Linked DNA regions of Gossypium hirsutum: region 1 is linked to region 2. Evidence: chromatin contacts called from public Hi-C data. All regions are on one chromosome and are shown on one strand. The core of a region is the stretch at or near the end of the contact, and the rest is flanking DNA. Distances in the headings are between cores, read along the strand shown. Region 1 holds the start of LOC107949594 (proline-rich receptor-like protein kinase PERK15). Region 2 holds the start of LOC107949589 (protein ALTERED PHOSPHATE STARVATION RESPONSE 1).

What was found. Hi-C and Micro-C count contacts between places; a contact is called where the count stands out from the background.
Region 1: a contact with region 2 is called in a Hi-C map of leaf, with 1.7 times the contacts expected there. The contact joins the promoter of LOC107949594 here to the promoter of LOC107949589 in region 2. A contact is called at or near these places in 2 of 34 Hi-C or Micro-C datasets (hypocotyl and leaf).

What each region holds. Positions count from the first base shown.
Region 1 is chrD03:14,942,847-14,949,616 of Gossypium_hirsutum_v2.1, reverse strand. LOC107949594 (proline-rich receptor-like protein kinase PERK15) reads right to left here and starts at 1,640. Exons shown (of 8, transcript XM_016884311.2): 1 at 1,194-1,640; 2 at 1-47. The coding sequence starts at 1,509.
Region 2 is chrD03:14,724,456-14,731,300 of Gossypium_hirsutum_v2.1, reverse strand. LOC107949589 (protein ALTERED PHOSPHATE STARVATION RESPONSE 1) reads left to right here and starts at 1,804. Exons shown (of 5, transcript XM_041089830.1): 1 at 1,804-1,938; 2 at 2,026-3,055; 3 at 3,972-4,153; 4 at 5,258-5,481; 5 at 5,808-6,827. The coding sequence starts at 2,035. The coding sequence ends at 6,609.

The sequences.
Region 1 (6,770 bases), core at 391-2,890, 220 kb before region 2:
CAGAACAGCAATTTGAGGAACACTCTGCTGCCAATGTTGAGGATCAACTGGATGTATAACAACATGCAAGATTTAGTGTCAATTCCTTTCACTTTGAAAACCATTGGTTTCTTTTCTACCACATGAGACTGTAGTCATAAAGCAAACACTGTCCAACTAAAACATATAATACAAGAATGAAACAGAAGAATGCCTTGACCAAATCAAAATAAAAGCAAATAGAAAATACTCAATATAATATTGGTTGCTAATCAAACATAAATAGAAACAAACTTCCAAATTACTACTGCTGATCTTTACAGCACTGGGGATAAAATTACTAAAGCGTTGATACCAGTGGACGCCTCCTTTTCCCAGATATGCATGTGTTTGTTTACTAGACATGCATGCATGGATGTTCTTGTATGCATGTATGGGCATGCATGTATCATGGCTTGAAAGCTGGAATGGATCAAACTCATTCTTTTGTAAATGGTTTAAAAAATCAAATTAGCATGGGAACATTACAAATGACCACTATGATAAGAGCAATAAAACTGATTCTTGCATCTTAATTAACAAAAGACTACGATAACTCATAAATTCATGACAACTTTAAATCCTTAACAAAAGTAACTCGTTCAAGCTGCATACTTTAGGTCTTCTCAGTCAATTGATTTAAGTGAACTCCAAAAGAAAATTATGGCTTATCATATACCATTAAAGCATCAATAACGCAGATCTAGGTCATAAGCATATGTGCTTATATATACAACATAAACCAATGAAAACCAAAAACCAACGTTTGAAGGAAATCCCAATGATATTATACTATAAAATACGGGAAGGAACTCAAGATTCACTATAATCTATATTAAACCAAAAATCTTATTTTCTTTATTTTTAAACAACATTATTATACTCTAAACACTGATAAACAAACAAATAAATAGATAATAAAAGTTGACAAAATGTAGACAAATATAATTAACATGATTTAACAATAGTAACATTAAAAAAAACAATAGTACGATACAATACAAACAAAACAAACACTTCAAAATTAAACCTAGATTCCATAAAAGCAAATAATATTAAAAACTAATGGTACTTCAGAAATATAGGATTAAAATACAGTCAGGAGGAAGTTTTATGAACTACATTAAGTGCAAGTAATTATTTCATAAAAATAAAACAAAGATGGACTGACTGACCTCCTTGAGGATGAGCTCCAGCAAGCTTCTTCTTTCTCCTCCTATAGAAAATCACGAAAATGCCCACTCCAATCAGCACAATTAACGCTCCCATCCCTGCCCCAACGATAAGCCCCGCTAATGTCCCAGGCGGCAAGCCCCCACTGGGCGAAGGCGGCGGAGGTAGCGTAGCATTCGGAGAATCAGCCACCGCAGGCGGAGGCGACACAGGGGTTGAAGTATTAGTAACTGGCGGCGAAAGGGAAGGAGGAGGAGAAGAAGTAGTGTTGGGAGTGGAAGGCGGCGACGTCGGTGACGGAGATGGTGGTGTAGCCATCTCCGGTGAGGTTTCGATAAAATCGAGGATTTGAATTTTTTTTTCTTTCCTGTTATTTTCTTTATGCTTGAGGTTTTTTTTGGGGAGGGGGGTTCAATTCAACCTCAATGCTTGAGGTTTGAACTTTGAAACAGAGTCGAAGGAATTTTGCTTATGAATGATTGGGTGGGAGAAAGAATTTGGACCAAGTGGGGCCCGCTTCTGACAAAGAAATGAGTAAATCAAAAAGAGGCATAACGACGTCGTATTTGCTTTTTACTGTTTTTACTGACAAAACTCTGCTGTCCGTCTCTGATTGTAGTGAGAAAATGTAGCTTACTTGCAACGTGCGATTTATTTTTAATTTTTTTCGGCGGTTTTTTGTTTACAAAACACAAAATGTAAAGTACCCATTAAATTCCTCGATCAATTTTTTTCAGTAAAAAGAACAAATATCAAATATTTTTTTATTAATGTTAATAATCTTAACATCTTGCTTTCTATTTCAATTTTTTTATAAAAATTTTAAATCTAAAAGTAAATATTATCCAAAAGTTTTTCCATTTTAATATTTTAATTATATTTGGTGTTCCTGATTTTATTTTAATAAAATAATATAAATAAAAATCTAAAATTTAGAAATATTTATTTTTTTGTGATATTAGAAATATTTATTTTGATTTGATAGTTAAGATTATTTAGATTCTCATTATTCTTATTTCAAAAATTCTCATTTACTTTCAAATAAAAAATAGTCAGCATAAATTTATACTTGAAACTAAAAAAAGATAATAACACATCTTCAAAATAAGAAAAAATATAATGACTTATTTGATTCTCTAACTTTACAAAAACAATCATTTTAGTCTCTATTTAATGTTTCATCCTTTTTAATCTTTAAATTTGTGTTTTTCGCCAAATCACTTTAAAATGGACACGTGAATTATCACATAAATAACATGCCAACATGTGTTGAGTATGAACAAGTTAACAAATGTGACAGTTGAGAATAAATGATATTTCTACCAAATAATTATAATTTAAATTTAGTACACAATATCCATGTTGAGTATGAAGAATTTTTGGATATGGGACTGATTTTACTTGTTTCCAATAAAGATTTATTTTTAAAAAATAATACGAAAACTTGGTGAGATGATGAGAGGAAAAATAAAATTATGATTGCGGGTCGACCTAACTTCCGAGTAATATTAGGTTTTCCTAAAATGTTACTAATTATTATGGTCAGATAATTTTATTTTAAAAAGCAATTCTTTAATGTTCACACATCAATTTTATCAATACTAATACTTCTCATTTTTTGTAACATTATTTATTTGAAAAATGCAAAAAATAAAAATTCTTATTCATATAATTTTATCTATTATTAATTTATATAATCATTTACACTCCTAATTGAGTTGATGTTATCTTCCACTGGGTCACCAATTCAGTTAAGAAATTTACAATTCAAGGGTACTTTATTTGTTAATTTATCACTAACTAAAGTTTTATTTTAATATTCTTATATATTTTAATTTTATTATACACATTTTATTGCTTCCGTTAATTGTGTGTATATGTATTAATAATATAATTGATTGAGTTGGTATCACAATTTAACTCGACTCCAACTCAAGATTGATGACAACACAATGATAAACAATTTAATTTTTTTCTTAATTTTAATATTCTACATACTTAATGTGTTATTATTAATTAGTTTTAAGCCATGTGTTTCATCATTTATTATATGTTATTTTTAAACACACATTTATGTTCTATATTTGTAGTTTCTACATATACATGCGTGTGATAAGATTTCTAATAATTAATTAATGTTACTTATACATTGAATTCAACTTAAACTCAACTAAAAACTTCATTATTTAAAAAAAATTATTTTTTATATAATATCAATTTAGTAATATAATAAATAATAAAACGTATTTTCAACTATTCAAATTTGTGCTTATAGATTATAAATTTTGCAACTTCAAAATAAAAAATAATAATTAAGAAATCAGTAGTATTTTTTTTTTGGGATGAAGGACTTAAAAGGATGAAATACTTTTTTTTTCAAAAATTTAAAAATGATTTTACTTGTTTTGGATTAAAATAATGAAGAATTTTAAAATTTTATTAGAAATTTTGAGAGGATTTGAGTAGCTCAAAGTTTCCTCAAATTCCGGTTTCTCAAAATTTTTGATAATATTATTTCATTTAATATATATGGTCGCAAAAACCTTTATATTAAAAATATTTTTATATATAATATTGGAGTAAGGGATAAAGATCACATAGTTTGAACTTATATTAAACGAATATTTAACATAAATTTTAATTACGCTTCATATAAATATTAAAAATATTTATTAAATTTTATAAATGTAATGTCCAAAAAGATTTTACCATCACAATTGCTAGTATTTTGAATTGTCAAAATTTAAAATTTTTCCTACAAGCACATGTTTTATTTGATTTGATAGAGGTGTAGTTTCTTATTTTCACAATCAAAGATTAAAAATATTTAATTGTTCTTTTTTCTAAATAAAACGAGAACATGGAGATTTTTTTAACCTATCTCGTGGGATTAAAAGTTCTTTTTTGCGTTGAATGTATTACATAATAGGATAAATCATAAGGATGGTGACTCAATTATAAAAATTTTCATTTAAAGCATTTAAAATAAAAATTTGTAATTTAAACACTCACGTTACATAGTTTGATCATTTTGGTCACTTCCTTAAAAATCACAAACGGCAAGTTGATGTGGTAATAAAAAAAATTAACCCACTTTACAAATATTTTCAATTTGATCCTGATTCTAATATTAATATACTATTTTTATTTAATATTAATATTACTATTAATATAAAAATGAAATTTATTATTATATTTTTTGAAATTATTTATTTTTATATATTTTTAAATTATATATATATATTTTCAACAATCATTTTTTATTCTTATATTTTTTTTTAAAATATTTATGTATTTTATATAATTATTTGATTTTTTTAGAATTAAGATCAAATTGAGAACATTTGTAAATTTTGTGGGTTATTTTTTTAAAATTATGACTAAATCAATATAATATTTAAAAATTGAGAGCTAAATTTATTATTATAAAGATTTTTTAAATTGTCATGTCAGCTTGTCTTTTATAAATTTTTATTGGAGTGACTAAAATGATCGAACTATATAACGTGAATGCTTAAATTTCAAACTTTTATTATTATTATTTTGGATGTCTAAAATGAATTTTTGTTTGTAGTTTGGTCAATTTCTGTGTAGTTTAATACTTAAATAATAACTTTTACATAAATCAATACAGTTGTTATTGCACTCAAATGTTACATAAACTTTAATATACCCGATTATCTCGTTTGGTTACTAGTATAATAATATGATGAAAAAATTTATTTATTAGGTATATATTATAATAGTTAGACATCAAATAAAGAAGTGTTAATACAAATTTAAATTAGAAATTAGAAAGATGAATAATAACTCTTGTAAAAATTAAATTAAGACTTGTTCAAAATAAGTGGAAAATTTTCCTCTTCTTTATTAAAAATAAGTCATAAGATTATTAAAAATTATCAATTAAATTAATTTATTAATATTTAAAAGTAATAATTTATTTCTAACTCATATAATAAAACATGCATAGAAAATAATACTAGTTTAACTCACATCAAACAAACCATGACTTAATTGATATCTAAATATATTCTGAATATAAATTAACATTTTTTTATTTGATGTATATAATAACATGCTTTAATATTTTATGGACATGATTAGACTTTAACTTTAGGAAAGTTTATCAAAGGTGGAGGGGAGGATTCAATAAATCTAATATGCGGGATAAAAAAATAAAAAAATGGAAAAAAGAAAAGCATTGTTTTTATAATTGAGATTTAGGGTGGGTTTGGATGGGCGATTGGATGCGGTGCGTTTAGCTTACTTTTTGTCTCACGCTACAATATCGCTACAGTATCTAATCTCACCGCCACTGTTGTATTTACACTAACCGCAGATAAACACACCGCCCATCCAAACCCACCCTTAGAGATTGAACGAAGGGTTTTATCTGGGTTGTGATTTTTACAGCATTAATATGAATCAAAAAACATGACTATATACAGTAAATTTTATATGATGATTTTTTTAAAAAAAAATCAAGATTTATAAAATAAAAAAAATAAAAAACGATACTAATAAAATTTAATGTGATGACCTGATGGTTAAGGATGTTCACCGTCACTTAAATTCAAATTTAATTATTTAAGTTTTTTATTATTATTGTAATTCAAAAATAATGATATAAATATACCAAGTAGGAAGTTGGGGTTGTGGGCACAATCACTAAAGCGGGACGGCATGCTTATCAGTCATCAATTCCCAAACATGTCAAAAGCTTGTAGTAATTTCAGCATCACGTGCAATAATTATTCAAAACACTTTAATAATATATCAAGAAAGAAAATGGAAATATAAATATTCAACAAACCTTCTCTAGTTCTTTTAATATTAATAAGAACTAAAATGAGCATATTAACTAGAGGGGCACCACTTCTCTCTCTCTCTTCAAAATTTATTTAAATATAAATTAAAAACTAAAGTTTATCGGTAGTGAAATACTTAAAATTTTCTATTTTTTTTAAAAAAATTATCCAATCGATTTTAAAAAATTAGTTCAAAAATCGAACAACCAATTAAATTTAGATTTAACATCTGAAAAAACAAATTCCAACTTCAAAAAGTTCACTTATTATTCGCTTCCAACCACACAGATGAATTTGAAGTGGAAGGAGACTTGAAATACCATCGGCAGGGATTGTAATGTGTTAGCTTATACTTTGAATGCACTGTTGGGGTTTCCTTAATCTCCTTTTAATTTGGTTAATTTCGTAAGCGATGCATCCCCTTTTTTTCGTATATATCACTAATTCCCTTCAATTCGGTTGGAAAATAGTTTTATATACAAAATATATTATACTATTACCAGAATATTTTTTTATTTTTTTATATTTTCAATAAACGTCAATAAAACTTCAATTTTACCATTCAACCAAAGCACGGTTTTGACTTTTATATAATGATAACTCTCATATTTAAAGTTATTTTAGTATAGTTTTCATAGTATTTTAAGAGGTGATATTAGCATTTAGAGTAGTTTTTATTGCATTTTATAGTTTTTCGAATTAATTATATTTCATTTAAATTTTTCTTGGGTTTTTTTTTATCATTTTTGAAGTTAGTTCGAGTTTACT
Region 2 (6,845 bases), core at 555-3,054:
CTTTCATGTAGTCTTCGAATTACGAATCATCTCAATTCAACCTATGATTGAAGTTATAAAATACGCAACATGCTACTACAATCTAATCTTGTTTTTTATGCTATACCAAGGTAATATTGTTAATATGAGAACTATTTTCTTAGAACAACAAATATCTTGTCAACCACATTCGAAGTCTTGAATGCCTTAAATTAAAGAGTTCGTGAGTTATCTATGGTGTTTGCGTCTAATATCATTCTTTCAAATAGTATCATACTCCATGATATAACGCAAGAAAACATTTTCTATTTGCATAATTAGCATCAACCTTAAAATATTTGAGCTTGCAGTCCAAATAATCTCTAGCTTTAGTTATGATAATAGTTTAGGTAAGTTTTTGAAAAGCTAAATTATTATTAATACGCAGTATTAGGATTTTTAAAACATAACGGAATACTAGAAAATTTATTTAACTGTTTGAATTCCTTGAATTTATAAGGTATTTTTTTTTAATTTAAGAAATTTTATTTTTATATAATAATTTTAATTTTTTCATTCATTTAAAGATAAACAATTCTATAACATAAAAATAATCAAATTATTATTTTTAATTTATTAACCAGGAGTCATGTTAATTGAATAAGTCTTAAGAAAAAAATTAAATCGAATGTATCGAGAGATTTCTCTATTTTAGGGTCCTGATTAAATTAGTTCCTTTATTATTAAATAGATTAATTTAGTCCTTATACTATTAAAAAATTAAATAAGATAAAATTATAATATAGTTAATATTTATTGTTTTAAATTTTTTTTACTATTTAACAAAATTAATATTTTTAAAGTTTTTATGATTATGTAAATAAAATATTTTATTTGAAATTGAATTTTAATTTAAAAAAATTAAATTTTTAGGATTTTTTTTCTACAATTAATGTTAACTTTATTACTATATTATGGTCAATTTATTAATTGTTAAGAAAAAAATTGAATTGTGAAAAGTTTAATTAATAATTAGTTTCTAATGTTACAAGTTCCATGTAATTTTACACGCTTAATTTTTAATTAGTCTTTAAATAAGGTATTTTTAATTATTGTGATCTACCATTGGTAATGATAATTTTTTTTATTTTAAATAATATATAAATTTGGAATTATATAAGAAAGTAAGATCTAATGTTAATTTAAAAAAGTAAAAAAGGTAAAACAATATGAAACAATTATAATATTTAAAAAATTAACTTAAAACGCATAAATTACATACCATACATGTGACATTAAAAATTAATGCTTTTCTCCTAAAATATTGGGTGTTGTTATGTAGTTTTGGTGGAACTATGGGGTGCTCTTGAGAGGCTCCAATTAGCATGGGGTCTAAGCATAAAGAGGATGATACTCGAGATGGAGAGTACTGAAGATATCAAAGTGATCCAGACAAATGAAAATGAACAACTTTTTTCAACTATGGGGCGTGTTATTAAAGACCTTATCAAACATTTATAAATGATCTGTGTTAGACATGTGCTGAAAAAAAAGGAATAAGATTGCAGATGGATTGACAAAAATGGTATTCTTCACAATTTTGGGAGACATATTTACATAGGGAGTGCGGGGAGGGAATTCACCTTGTTTTATTACTTCTTTTGTAAAACGTTGACTGAATATGGAAGAATGATCCAACAATCAAAAGAAGAGGTAAATTACTGACAGAGTCGTTAAGTAAAGTGAGGATTGTGTGTCAGAGTGAGTGTGTGCAGTGCAATGCATCTCTATCACTCCATTGTTACAGTGGGACCCATTTATTGCCAATAAAATTTTAATAATTTATATTTCATTTATTGATCCCATAAATAAATAGAAAACCCTGCCGTCCGCCCTGGACTGACTTTGTCTTCTCTTCTGTACCCAAAACATTACGTCGTTTTTCAGACTCTCAAAACACTTTGAGGTTTGAGCTAGCTTGTAAGAATCTCTCTCTTTCAACTTTCAACAATTGGGGAAGATTGGTTATTCAATTATTGGATTCAATTCTGGTAATTTTCTTTCTAGGGAGAAATTATGGGTTGTTCGCAGTCGAGGATCGAGAACGAAGAAGCCGTTGCCCGATGCAAAGAGCGGAAACAATTCATGAAAGAAGCGGTTGCCGCCCGCAACGCCTTTGCCGCCGCCCACTCTGCTTATGCTATGTCCTTAAAGAACACTGGCGCCGCCTTAAGCGATTACGCCCTCGGGGAGGTCCAGAACCCAAATCTCCCTTCTCCCCCTGGCCCCTCCTTCGTCGGTCCTCCCCCTCCTCTGCCGCCGCAACCACCTGTCTTACCTCCGCCTCCTCCTCCCGTCAGTCTTTCCGGCGATCCGGTCGTTCCGATCCAACGCTCCGCTAGTATGCCCATACAGATGCCCTTGAAAGGAAAGCAAAGGGAGACGTCGACCACCACCATCATGGAAGATGACGAGGAGGACGATGACCTGGACGCCGGTGGTTCGTTGGTTAAGCGAAAATCCCGGAATTATAGGGGAAGTGGTAGTGGCGGTAGGAGTAGGAGAGAGGAGGAGGAGGAAGAGGACGAAGAGGAGGAAATAGTGACGTCTACCACCGTTCAGGCGCGTGCAATGCAATCACAGCCGCCCCAGGATTCGACTTACTATTACTTCTTTCCAGCGGAAGGTAGTGTACCTGGACCAAGTTTAGGGGTGGTGGAAGAAATGAGGGTGGATAACGGAGAGGTTGAAAGGAAGGTATTTGAGGAAATGCCGGCAAGAATTGAGGAAGAGGTGGTGGAGGAGGAGAAGCTGAGGGAGGAGGAGGTGGTTGTGGACAAGGGACTAAAGACGCCAGTGGAGGTGGAGAAGCCGGTGCCACCGATATCTGGGGTAGGGAAAGGGAGTAAGAAGGGTGGGAAAATGGGGGTTGGTAGTACAGTAGAGAAGAGGTTGGGTAAGGGGAGTTTTAATTTGTTGCAGGTGTTTACTGAGCTTGATGATCATTTCTTGAAGGCCTCAAAGAGTGCCCATGAGGTTTCCAAGTTATTGGAAGCTACTAGGTTGCATTATCACTCTAATTTTGCTGATAATCGAGGTAAGGGGTTTTTCAATTTTGTATCATGAAACTGACCATCAGTGCAATTCTTAAGATTTTGATTTTGATTTCTGTTATCTCCTTTACATTTAGATTTCTGTTATCTCCTTTACATTGATAAATAGAATTTTAGACAAGTTCTGTTATTGCTCGGTTGCATGATGTTTGGTATCGGCATTTCAACTTTAGAATTCTAAGATTGGGTTTCAAATGTTAACGCCTCTTGCTGAAATTGCCAAGAACTTTGTTACTCAGACTGATGGTGTGAGTGTCAGATATGGTTATGTGTCAGGTATAGGTATGTTCAATCATTTTGAAAGTTTTTCATGCATTTGAAAGGTGTTTTGAGGGTCATACCCCCGTATCCATATCAAAAACTGTATCGAACACCAGTCTTCAAGAAAAATAAAGAGTTGGAGCAACATAAGCTAAGAAGATTGGTTGACTGTCTCTATAAGTAAATATGGGTTTTCATTCCTTTCATCCTTTGTCACATTGAGTTATTAGAATGAGTAATTTTGAGGATTTGGATTTTGACTGTTGAGGAATCTTGCACGAAGGATAGAACTAGAGAGTACTGCATATCAATAGTTTAAACATTGTTAAATAAGTTCCGGTCTACTTTGGCTTAGAAGTTTTTGCTTTCAGTTTGTAGAGAGCTCTTCTTTTCATGAATGACTAGTATTTTATCCAGTTCTGTTTTAGAGTCTAACCATGTCAGTTTGTACAAATATAAATAAACACATAAATTACTATTAACTAGAGATCAGCTATGCAAAATCATAAGGTGAAGTCTAACAATTTGGCCAATAAATTTGTTGTTTTTCACCTTTCTTGTGGAATTGAATATGTGATTATTTTGTTCACATAATGTAGCTTAAATGGATTGTATATTATCTTGGTTAATACTTTGCAGGACACCTTGATCACTCGCAGAGAGTAATGCGTGTTATTACTTGGAACCGTTCATTTAAAGGACTTAAATTAGACAATGCTGATAACGCAAACGATGACTTTGATTCAGAGGATAATGAGACTCATGCCACTGTGTTGGATAAAATGCTTGCATGGGAAAAAAAGCTTTATGATGAAGTGAAGGTATATAATTATTATTATCATATGTCATTTGTCCTCTTATTCATTATCTACTGAATGACCACTATACTGTTGCATAACTTTGATAGTATAAAATGTCTTGGTTTGAAATGCTTGATGATATGATATCTTCTTGATAAATTAAACCAGCATAATATGGTTTTCTTTGGCCGATCGACCAGTATAGGACATTCAATTATTTTATAATGCTACTATTCCTTATTGCATGATTGACACTCGATCAAAGGGCTGCCTGTACATATAGTTACCTTGTCTTGAATAGTTATTGACCACAAGGCTAGAACTGTTATAATTGGGGGTAAATGCACCACTGGTACTTGCCTTTAGGCCAATAATTTTGATTTTGACAACATAGTTCAGATTGTTACTGCTTTGCCACGAATCTTTTTCTTTGGATCATAAGTGAACACATTCACGCTTGGATAGACAGAGACCATTAGTAAGCTATATCTACGTGAAGCAACAAATTTTCAAGTAATTTTAGGTATGGTGTAATTCACATAGAAGTAATTTGCTCATTTTTTGTCAAATCATTCATCGTGTTATGTTCAAGTAATTGTTCCAAATGCCAATCCTCTTGTAGTATATAACTAGTGGGATGTAAGTGTGTTGTTCCCTTTCTCAGCACACCAAAAACAAAATGCATATTCTTAGATCAGTAACTTAGTTACTAATTCAAGGTTCAGTTTGGCTAGTATATCCTTGCACCTAAAGGAAATCTCATCTTCAGTGGTCACTTAAGTCCTAACTAGAGAAGCCCCGCATTAAAAATGGCTACAAGGAGGAGCACATATGAAGGATGAGGCCTCAAATTATATTTTGTTTTCCTAGAAATAACCTGCAGCAGCCTTGTTGTAGGAAAAGGAAAATGTCATTCTGGTGCTTACTTATGTTCAAGATACTGCTACTATCTATTTAATTTCCAATTTTCTTTAATGCTAATGTCTGTTTTGCTTCCATGAACATACATATCTTTTTGTAATTCACAGCAGTACATCTGCACTTTTCTAAATGACAGTATTTACGTGCTTTTGTTTGAATTAAGCATTTCCTTGATCTTCTTTGGGTTTGAATTTTTATGGATAGGCTGGTGAGCTTATGAAGTTTGAGTACCAAAGGAAGGTTGCCACTCTAAACAAACTAAAGAAACGAGGTACCAACTCTGAGGCACTCGAAAAGGCAAAAGCAGCAGTAAGTCATCTGCACACCAGATATATTGTCGACATGCAATCCATGGATTCTACAGTTTCAGAGATAAATCGATTACGAGATCAGCAGCTCTATCCAAAACTCGTTGAGCTTGTCGAGAAGTAAGTTGCAGTTCATCTTTTTAACTCTATACTAGACTTTCTCAGAAAAAGGCCTATGACTTGATCCAAGAGAGGATTTGAATGGCAGGGCAGTTCCCCTTTTTCTGTAAAAACAGAGTATTAACAATCACTCTTAGATACTTGTAACCTTACACAGTTTTTGTCTTCTGCCTTTGTGTTTTCTCCAACGAGGCTTAATTATTGTCATCAATTTACTGTATTTGCATAGGGTGTATCTAAGATGCTTTAACATTTGATGAAATCATTGAATTTTCTTTTCTTGTTTCAAGTTTGGATGATATGGGTTGCAATGTGTCAATTCGCAGGATGGTGATAATGTGGGAAACCATGAGAGAAGAACACGACAGCCAATGTAGGATAGTGGCTATACTGAGGGATCATCTGGACCTCTCTCAATCGGCACAGGAAACAAGCGAGCATCACCATGAGCGTACGATCCAGCTGTTAGCAATTGTGCAGGATTGGCACATGCAGTTTTGTAAGCTTATAGACCACCAGAAAGAGTACATAAAAGCCCTGAACAATTGGTTAAGGCTAAATCTCATTCCCATCGAAAGCAGCCTGAAGGAGAAAGTTTCTTCACCTCCAAGGGTCGAAAGTCCACCTATTCAGAGGCTTATCTTTGCTTGGCAGGACAAACTTGACAAACTTCCAGATGAGATTGCGAGAAGTGCTATTAATAACTTTGCTCATGTGATTGACGCTATCATGCAGCATCAACTAGATGAAATGAAGCTGAAGGAAAAATGCGAGGGATCTCAGAAGGAGCTCAAAAAGAAGCAACAGCAGTTTGAGGATTGGTACAATAAATATATGCAGCGAAGAACACCGGAGGAGTTGGATCCAACGAGGACAGACGACAACTCTAACAATGATGCTGTTACTGAAAGGCAACTTATGGTGGAAGCAGTGAAAAAGAGGTTGGGAGAAGAGGAAGAGGCGTACAGGATTTTACGTATTCAGGTGAGGGAGAAGTCTTTAGTGAGCCTTAAAACTCGGTTGCCAGAGCTCTTCAGAGCAATGTCAACTATTGCCGTTGCTTGTTCAAAAATGTATGGGGAGTTAAGGGCCATATCACGTTCAAGGAATCCAAATCATAGCTCATAAAACTTAATAGTATGTTTAAGCAATTTTCTATGTATAATGTGTTCGATGTGCTTTATATGGATACACTCGGACCAACAGAAAGGTATAGAATGAACTCTAAAATGGTATGTTACCGGGATTCTTCATTTTTTTTTTAAGTACTCTATATGCGGCATATATTCAGAAATGAGTGTGAATATATGATACTCCATATATGTATAATTGAAGTTTTTACTCCATGTACCAAAGCTCCTTGG